Linked DNA regions of Zea mays: region 2 is linked to region 1. A link is a contact called in public Hi-C data. All regions are on one chromosome and are shown on one strand. Each heading gives the region's core, a stretch centred on a gene start, on an enhancer-like site or on the middle of the called end of the contact. The rest is flanking DNA. Distances are from core to core; before and after follow the strand shown.

Evidence for each region. A called contact is a pair of places that touch in the nucleus more often than the background predicts.
Region 2: a Hi-C map of tassel shows a contact between it and region 1, with 5 times the contacts expected there. The contact joins the promoter of LOC100273803 here to the promoter of LOC103644324 in region 1. A contact is called at or near these places in 2 of 25 Hi-C or Micro-C datasets (ear and tassel).

What each region holds. Positions count from the first base shown.
Region 1 is chr1:304,858,803-304,862,229 of Zm-B73-REFERENCE-NAM-5.0, reverse strand. LOC103644324 (glutamic acid-rich protein) reads right to left here and starts at 1,561. Exons shown (of 3, transcript XM_008667533.4): 1 at 967-1,561. The coding sequence starts at 1,059.
Region 2 is chr1:305,087,371-305,090,797 of Zm-B73-REFERENCE-NAM-5.0, reverse strand. LOC100273803 reads left to right here and starts at 1,880. Exons shown (of 3, transcript NM_001148205.2): 1 at 1,880-1,939; 2 at 2,053-2,534. The coding sequence starts at 2,249. It overlaps LOC100383630, which reads left to right. Exons shown (of 12, transcript NM_001366826.1): 11 at 1-76; 12 at 336-597. The coding sequence ends at 449.

The DNA of each region.
Region 1 (3,427 bases), core at 312-2,811:
GGAAATATGCTGATTAAATATCTAAAGCATATCCCACCATGTCATGAATCATGAAATGACAATAGTAGAACACAAACAGACTAACCAATCTAACTCTTCGTGTTTGCCTTCAACTATAGATGAAAAGATATCGATGCAAGGTGGTCTACTCTCTATTGATGGCTTGAACATTTTTTTCCCACAGTTGGTAGCTACCAGAAACGACATCTGACTATAACAATTATTCACATTCTAGTTTGTACACACGTAGACAATTTTTTAGCCTTGGTAATCATATTAAGCTGCCTTTCAAAAGCGAATTCTGTTGCCATGATAATTGCACTAAAATCTAACCTGCAATATCAACCTAACGAATAACCCCAAAAAATGTTCGGAATTTGTGACATATGCATTTCATGTAAACAGGGACACGCCTTAGTGAAGTATTGAATAACAATTCAGCAAAACAAACTCTTTCCAAATCTATCTCAATCACTGAACCAGCCACACAAAGGATCCCCAAAGTAACGCATTGTGCGTCCTACTATAACGCCTATTGCTATTAAAGTCGGAGGCCCTGACCGGCTTCCGCGAACTCTGGAAAGGAGTAAATACTGATTCAGCAAGACTTAACACTTTCCTAGTTCTAGTTTGCCCCCCAACCGGCAAACCGGAAAGGATGCGACATAGAACGCCTTATGGATCCTGTAACGCCCGCGATCTCAGCTACGGGAGCTAAAACGCTGCTAGAATTTCTCAGACAGGAACCCTAACCAGCCTGGTCTAGCTCCTTATTTCTCCCAATTGAATGCCAGCTAAGCTGAGACTTGGGGGGATAATAGCATGTAAGTACAGGCCTAATGCGTCCAAGTCAGTCCATCCTATTCCTATCCTATATGAGATAGTCAGTAGCACCTAGCACGAGTGGACGACGAGGCGATCGATCAGTAAGGCAGGGTGCGGGGTGGGGTGGGGGTGTTGTTCCACCTTGTCAAGCTGCTGCTGCTGCGAGGCTAGCTGGGCGTCGGGGCGCACGGTCTTCTCATATCGTGGTGGCGGAAACGGGAAGCAGCGAGACATGGCACGGCCGCCTCGGGCCTCGGATCACCCACCCCGACCTCCTCCTCCTCCTACTTGACGACTGCTCCTCTCAGGCCTCAGCCTCAGCCACAGGTCCTGTTCCTCGTCCTCCCGCCGCCGGCTCACTCGTCCCGCGCCAGGGGCCACCACCACAGGCATGCCCTACGGCCTCTCATGCCCGGCGCCGGCGCCGGAATCGCGGGGATCTGGGCGCCGAATTCCCCTCCGCGCGCGGGGGGATCCAAGGATCCAATCCAATCCAATCCGGGGCGCCCCCGCGCGAGCGCGACCGAATCGGGCGCCGCGACCTCCCTCTCGTTTTAGTTCTCGTTTGCTCCGCGCGCCCGCTGTTGTCTCGTGGCGCCGCGTCGGAGTAGGGTTGAGGAGAAAGAGGAGGCGGGGGGGGCGAAGAAGAGGTGGAGGATTGGGGCACTCCACCGCGAGCGGAGGCGAGTGGAGAGAGAGAGAGAGAGAGAGAGGGGAACGGGGGAGGAAACCGGGCAGAGGACACTCTGGGTGGGGGTTATATAGCACGGGGCTTGGGTGTGGGGCCCACCCACGCAGCCAGCTGCTGTGCTGGTCTGGTCTGGTCTGTGCCTGTCTGCCTGCGTGACTTTGGCTTTGGCTGCCCGACCCAAAAACCTATGGCCTGTTTTTTTCCGGGGGTTGGAATTCGAACCGATGGCTTTATATTTGTTTTTTCTTCTTTTTTCTTACAAGGAAGAAGAAAAAATTGCCAATTCGAAACTGGTCGGCAAAAATCACGAGGTGGTCGTACCGCGAAACGGCATGGGCATGCCCAGTGAAAAGCGCGTGACGCGACACGCTTCAGGTGCATCCTCTGTGAGTGAGTGAGAGTCGATCGGGATTGGAACTGACGAACAGTACACTAGTGTTAAGTAGTTACTGCTACTAGTGTACCGTGAAGTAAAGTAGGAGTACCAGGCAAATCTCGCAATAATTCAAGGCCTGATCTCACTCGATCAGCAAGGAAAAAAAAAACAAATCGATTATGTTGGGAGAGGAAATACGCATTCACTCGAGTCAGAGCTAGAGGCAGCGCTCTTCACTCCACTCTGCGGGCGCGCTTAGAGGTTTAGAAATGGCTAGCTAATGGACCAACTAATTGTTAGTTATACCTCACAAATAGCTATTAGTTGTTAGCTGCATGAACCCGGCTAATAACTTATTAGCGGACTAATAATTAGCTCAAGAGGTTTGGAACGGGGCCTAAGAATGATACAGAATGTCATAACTAACTCTATTGTTCATGGCACTAAAACCACACAAATTTCTTAAGACTTCCTATGTGTCATTTATGCTAAAATAAAATTGAACTAAATCCTCTTATGGCATGTTTGTTTCCTTGGAAATGAAACTCATTCCATGAATAACATTCTAGATATTAGATTCCTAAAGAAAGTAATTCCTTAGAATTTGGTTCAGTTCAATTTTTTGTTTGGGTGCTAATGGAATTGTTTTCCATGAATCAAATTCAATATCCTGTTTGGATAGCTATATATGGAATTTACATATTTGGAGGGAAGTAACCACATCAACTTGTACATGACAAAATACACATGTTTCTTGTGTGCACATGTGCCTTGATGAGTCATATACATGTGCAATAGATTAGAGACAAGTTTTCACCCTACAATTTATCAAGCAACATGCATCACGAGAATAGTAGTAATAATGCAGATTTGTCTCAAATGTCTACATATCATTGGAACACATTACTTGCCACTCAATGTGATGTTCAATTCACCCAACATAAACTAAGACAGCAACATCAACACACCCAACAACAGTTCAATTCACCCAACCACAACTCGGTTCACTTTTTAAGTTGCTTCAACAGCCATCTCTTCCTCAGGATCACTGGAAGTGCCAATAAGGACTCATACTTGCGTGCATCACCTGTTAAGATATCAAACAAGTCTAAAAATGTGTCTTCATCTAACCCATCTATCTCCTCCAATGTGCTAAAAATTTCTTTTGATGTTGGCCCTTTTGGTGCTTCATCCCTAATAGCTTCAGTGAACTTGTCTAATTTCTCTGCCATCATTGAGGTGAAGGAATCACTAGACCGCTGCTTCTTCAAGCTTCCTGAGGTTGTTGATGAAGTAAGATCTTTACTGGTTCCCTCTTCCTTACTCATATCTCTCGCACCATTAGTTGGGGTCTTTGCCGCTTCACCATTTGCATGATCTTTCCCAAACACCAAGTTGATCAAGTCCCAGTATAAGATTGTCTTGTGTCTGTACCCATTAGCTTCTTTATTTTTCTGCAGAAAACTATTTGAGGTGAGCTCTAGATGATACCATGCATTACTATCCAGTTTTACTGTAAGCAGCAAACAAAATCT
Region 2 (3,427 bases), core at 631-3,130, 230 kb before region 1:
AGCTAGTACAGATGCCTCAGATAGCATCATATCTGATACAGACAAGATCTGTATGCAGCTATTTCTTGATATTCAGGTTTGCTGTCTGCCCCTTCTTCCCTTGTGCTCATAAAAAAAATGATATTGATGCAATGTGATGGCCATGAAAAATTTATCTGTCTATATTCCTTCTTTGCATCTAAATCAAACAATGTTCTCATTTTGGATTTATTTGGCGCCCAAGCTTAAGTTGCAACCAGCTTGGTTTGGCCTCACCCCTATATATGTGGCTATAGATGAGCACGAAGTGACACCTCTGGGCTCTGACATGTTCTATTGGTCGCACTATTTTACAGGAGTACGCACGGAACCTTCGTGCGATAGGAATAGACGCGAGAGAGATTGATTCCTACAGAGCTCTATGGCAGTGTGTTGCCCCAAAGGACAGGCACGAGAACATCCAGTTTTGATGTAAAGAACGCTGTCAGTATATATAAAATAAAATTGTCAACCCGTAGATATCTCAGTATGTGAAAATGATACGGTTGGCACTGGTTCATCCAGTCTTCAACGACATGACACCCTGTCAGTTTGTGAAACAAGGACGTGTTTGGTTTGATGAATGAGGTGGTACATTTCTCTCTTACTTCTTATTTTTATATTTGGTTTTTAGAATAGTACGAGTTGATTCATCACCATTTCATTCCTCGTAAGCTAATAATTAGTATATAAGTAATGAATGAGTTGATCCTATGGAAATTTATAGATGAAATTATGATGCATCATATTATAAAGCATGAGTGACTCTACGAACCAAATAAGTGTTGTTTTTGCAATTGCGGCCATGATTGGAGTTGGAGCTGGAGCGGCTATAGCCTGTGTGTCACTGGTGATGACAGGACAGGAGCGTCGCCGGCTATAGCCTGTGTCTCTGTTTGGCACGTCTTTCGTCTTCGGGCCCAGTCCTGAGGGGAGATGTTTGTGCCCTCGTCCTCCCAGCTTCCAAGTCTAGGAGCTCCTGCTCCTTGATGCTGGCACAGTGGGATAAAATAAAAATCTACATCAGACAGTGGTTGGCAAATTGATCTGTCTTCCCAACAGGCCACAGGCCTCATCTGCTCTGGCCTCTGGCACGGTGGTCACTGCAGTGCTCACTCCCGTCCAGCATGGCTCGAACCTGCCTGTCGCCTTTACTCACCCCTGTGCCGTCATGCTGACGGCGCTCTCAACTCAGGGTTAACGGGGCCAAAACCCAAAAGGATATAATTAAATTACATCCATTCGCCCATTTTTTAAAAGAAAACAAAATAAATTAAATCAAGTTTTTTTAGATGAAAAAAATGCAAATGCATTGCTCGTAACTTTTTTTAACTAAAATCCCTCGAAAGCAAAGCATGCCGGAGGAGACTTTCGGGATCACATTGCATGCCAAGGCGCCATTGTTAATCCAAAAGAACATAAAAGGCACACTCCTAATATATCTCTCTCTCCACGTCGCCTTTCGCCGTCGTCTTTTGCTCACCAACTCCAGCAGTGTGCGACTCCGTATCCCTAAAACGCGCGGCCGACACATTCTCTCTCCTCTCCGTATCCGGCTCCGTTTCCAGCAACACTCCCCATCCCACTCCGCATGCAGTCTATGACACCTGGGCCCCGCCAGCAGGCGCGCGCGCACGCAGAGAGTTGCGGAGAGGAGAGAGAAAGTGTGGAAATGGGGAGCGCAGGGACACGGCGTCCATTTTGCGGAGAGGGATGCGGAGTCTGCTGGAGCGCGCAACAGTGCCTCAGACCGCGCAAAATGGGGATGCGGAGTCGGATACGGAGTCTTGCTGGAGTTGGTCTAACGCTTCGCCTTTCGACCCCCCTTTCCTCCGACTTCTTTCAGCAGCATCCCCTAGTCCTCGCCTGGACTCCGCGGAGTCTTTGGTTGCTCCGAGTTCCTCGCCTGGTTTTCGGCAAGGTGAGCTGCTCCTTTCGCCGTTCCTCTGGGAGTTTCCCCGGTTGCTTGTTGCTTCCCGTTTTCCTTCTCGGTCTGCAAGGCCTTCTGATTGCTGGCGGCTCACCTTTTCGCAGGCCAAGGAAAGGTGGTCACTTCACTTCTGTTTTTTTTTTTTTACTGCCGCCGCAAACCTCCGCTCCTGTGCCATACCGCCATTCCATTCTTAATCTGGGCGCCGAAGAAGAGAGGACGGGAGCGAGGTCCGGTCGAAGAATCGTAGCGGATTGGGGGAGGGGGGAGCGGCGGCGGCGGCGGCGGAGGCCGGTCGGTATGATTCAACTGCTGTTCCTCGTGCTGTTCGCGGAGGGCGCGGTGGCGCTGCTCCTCATGGTGAAGGTCGGGCCGCTGCGGGAGCTTGCGATGCGCGGCGTGGACCAGGTGAAGACGGGCAAGGGCCCGGCCACGGTCAAGACGCTGGCGTGCACGCTCTCCGTCATCCTCATGTCCAGCGTCGCCAGCATCCTCAAGATCCAGAACAGGGGGCTCAAGCTCGGCACCGTCAGCCCCATGGACCAGGTGCTCTGGAGGACGCACCTCCTCGAGGCATCCCTCATCGGTGAGCATCCCACTCCGCCCTTCTTTGCTTATTCCTCACTCACGGCAAAATGCCAGTAGCTTAGCGTTGACAAGTGGGGTTTTTTTAGAAGATTATTAATGGACTGGTGGTATGGATGCTTTGACTCAGTAGTGGTTGGCTGATCGTTGCTCAAATGCGTAGCGTAGGTGGTAGACAAAGTAGAAATCTAGCACCCAATGTTTCTGGATTCAGTTGCCAATCTAGAACTCGATTCTCAGAAGGGCAGAAATCGCAGGCTCTCTGATCCACATTTTGTATTGGACCCAGGGGTCTTGCCTAGTCTGAAATCTTGATTACAAGGGTCTTACTTTACCGTCAAGGATTGCTGCTTTTAGTAATCACTGTTTAGTAGTACAGTAGTCAGCAGCCATCTCATTTGTTTACCTGGAGAGTCAACTGTTCAAGAATAGGAGGTTAGAATAGTCTATTAGGATACTATAAGAACTCCCACTAGATTGCATTTCGATGACTCTTGTTCCTTGCTCCCTAGTCCCTAGGCAAAAAAGAAAGATGGTACCATGCTGTAGCAACAACTTTATCTTCAGTAATTGTTTCGTTCTGTTGGAATTTAACTATAGTCGTTTTTTACAAGTTCTTGGTATGGATGAACTGTCCGCTTACAAGTTCTTGGTAATTGTCTCAGTCAGTAATATTAAGGAGATACTAGATAAGGTGAGTTCTCAATGTAACGTTTGTCCTCCAAACCAAACCTTTGTAATTACTCTAGTGCTGTTTGCTTTAGTTAGTGATCTCAGTCAAATACCAGTATGGCTTAGTAATCTCAGTTATAGCTTACTTTTTCAGAATGGTGATGTGCAAGCTAAAAAATAGTTTGGCGCTTGGGGGAATCAGTAGGGAAGAATTTGTTTCAC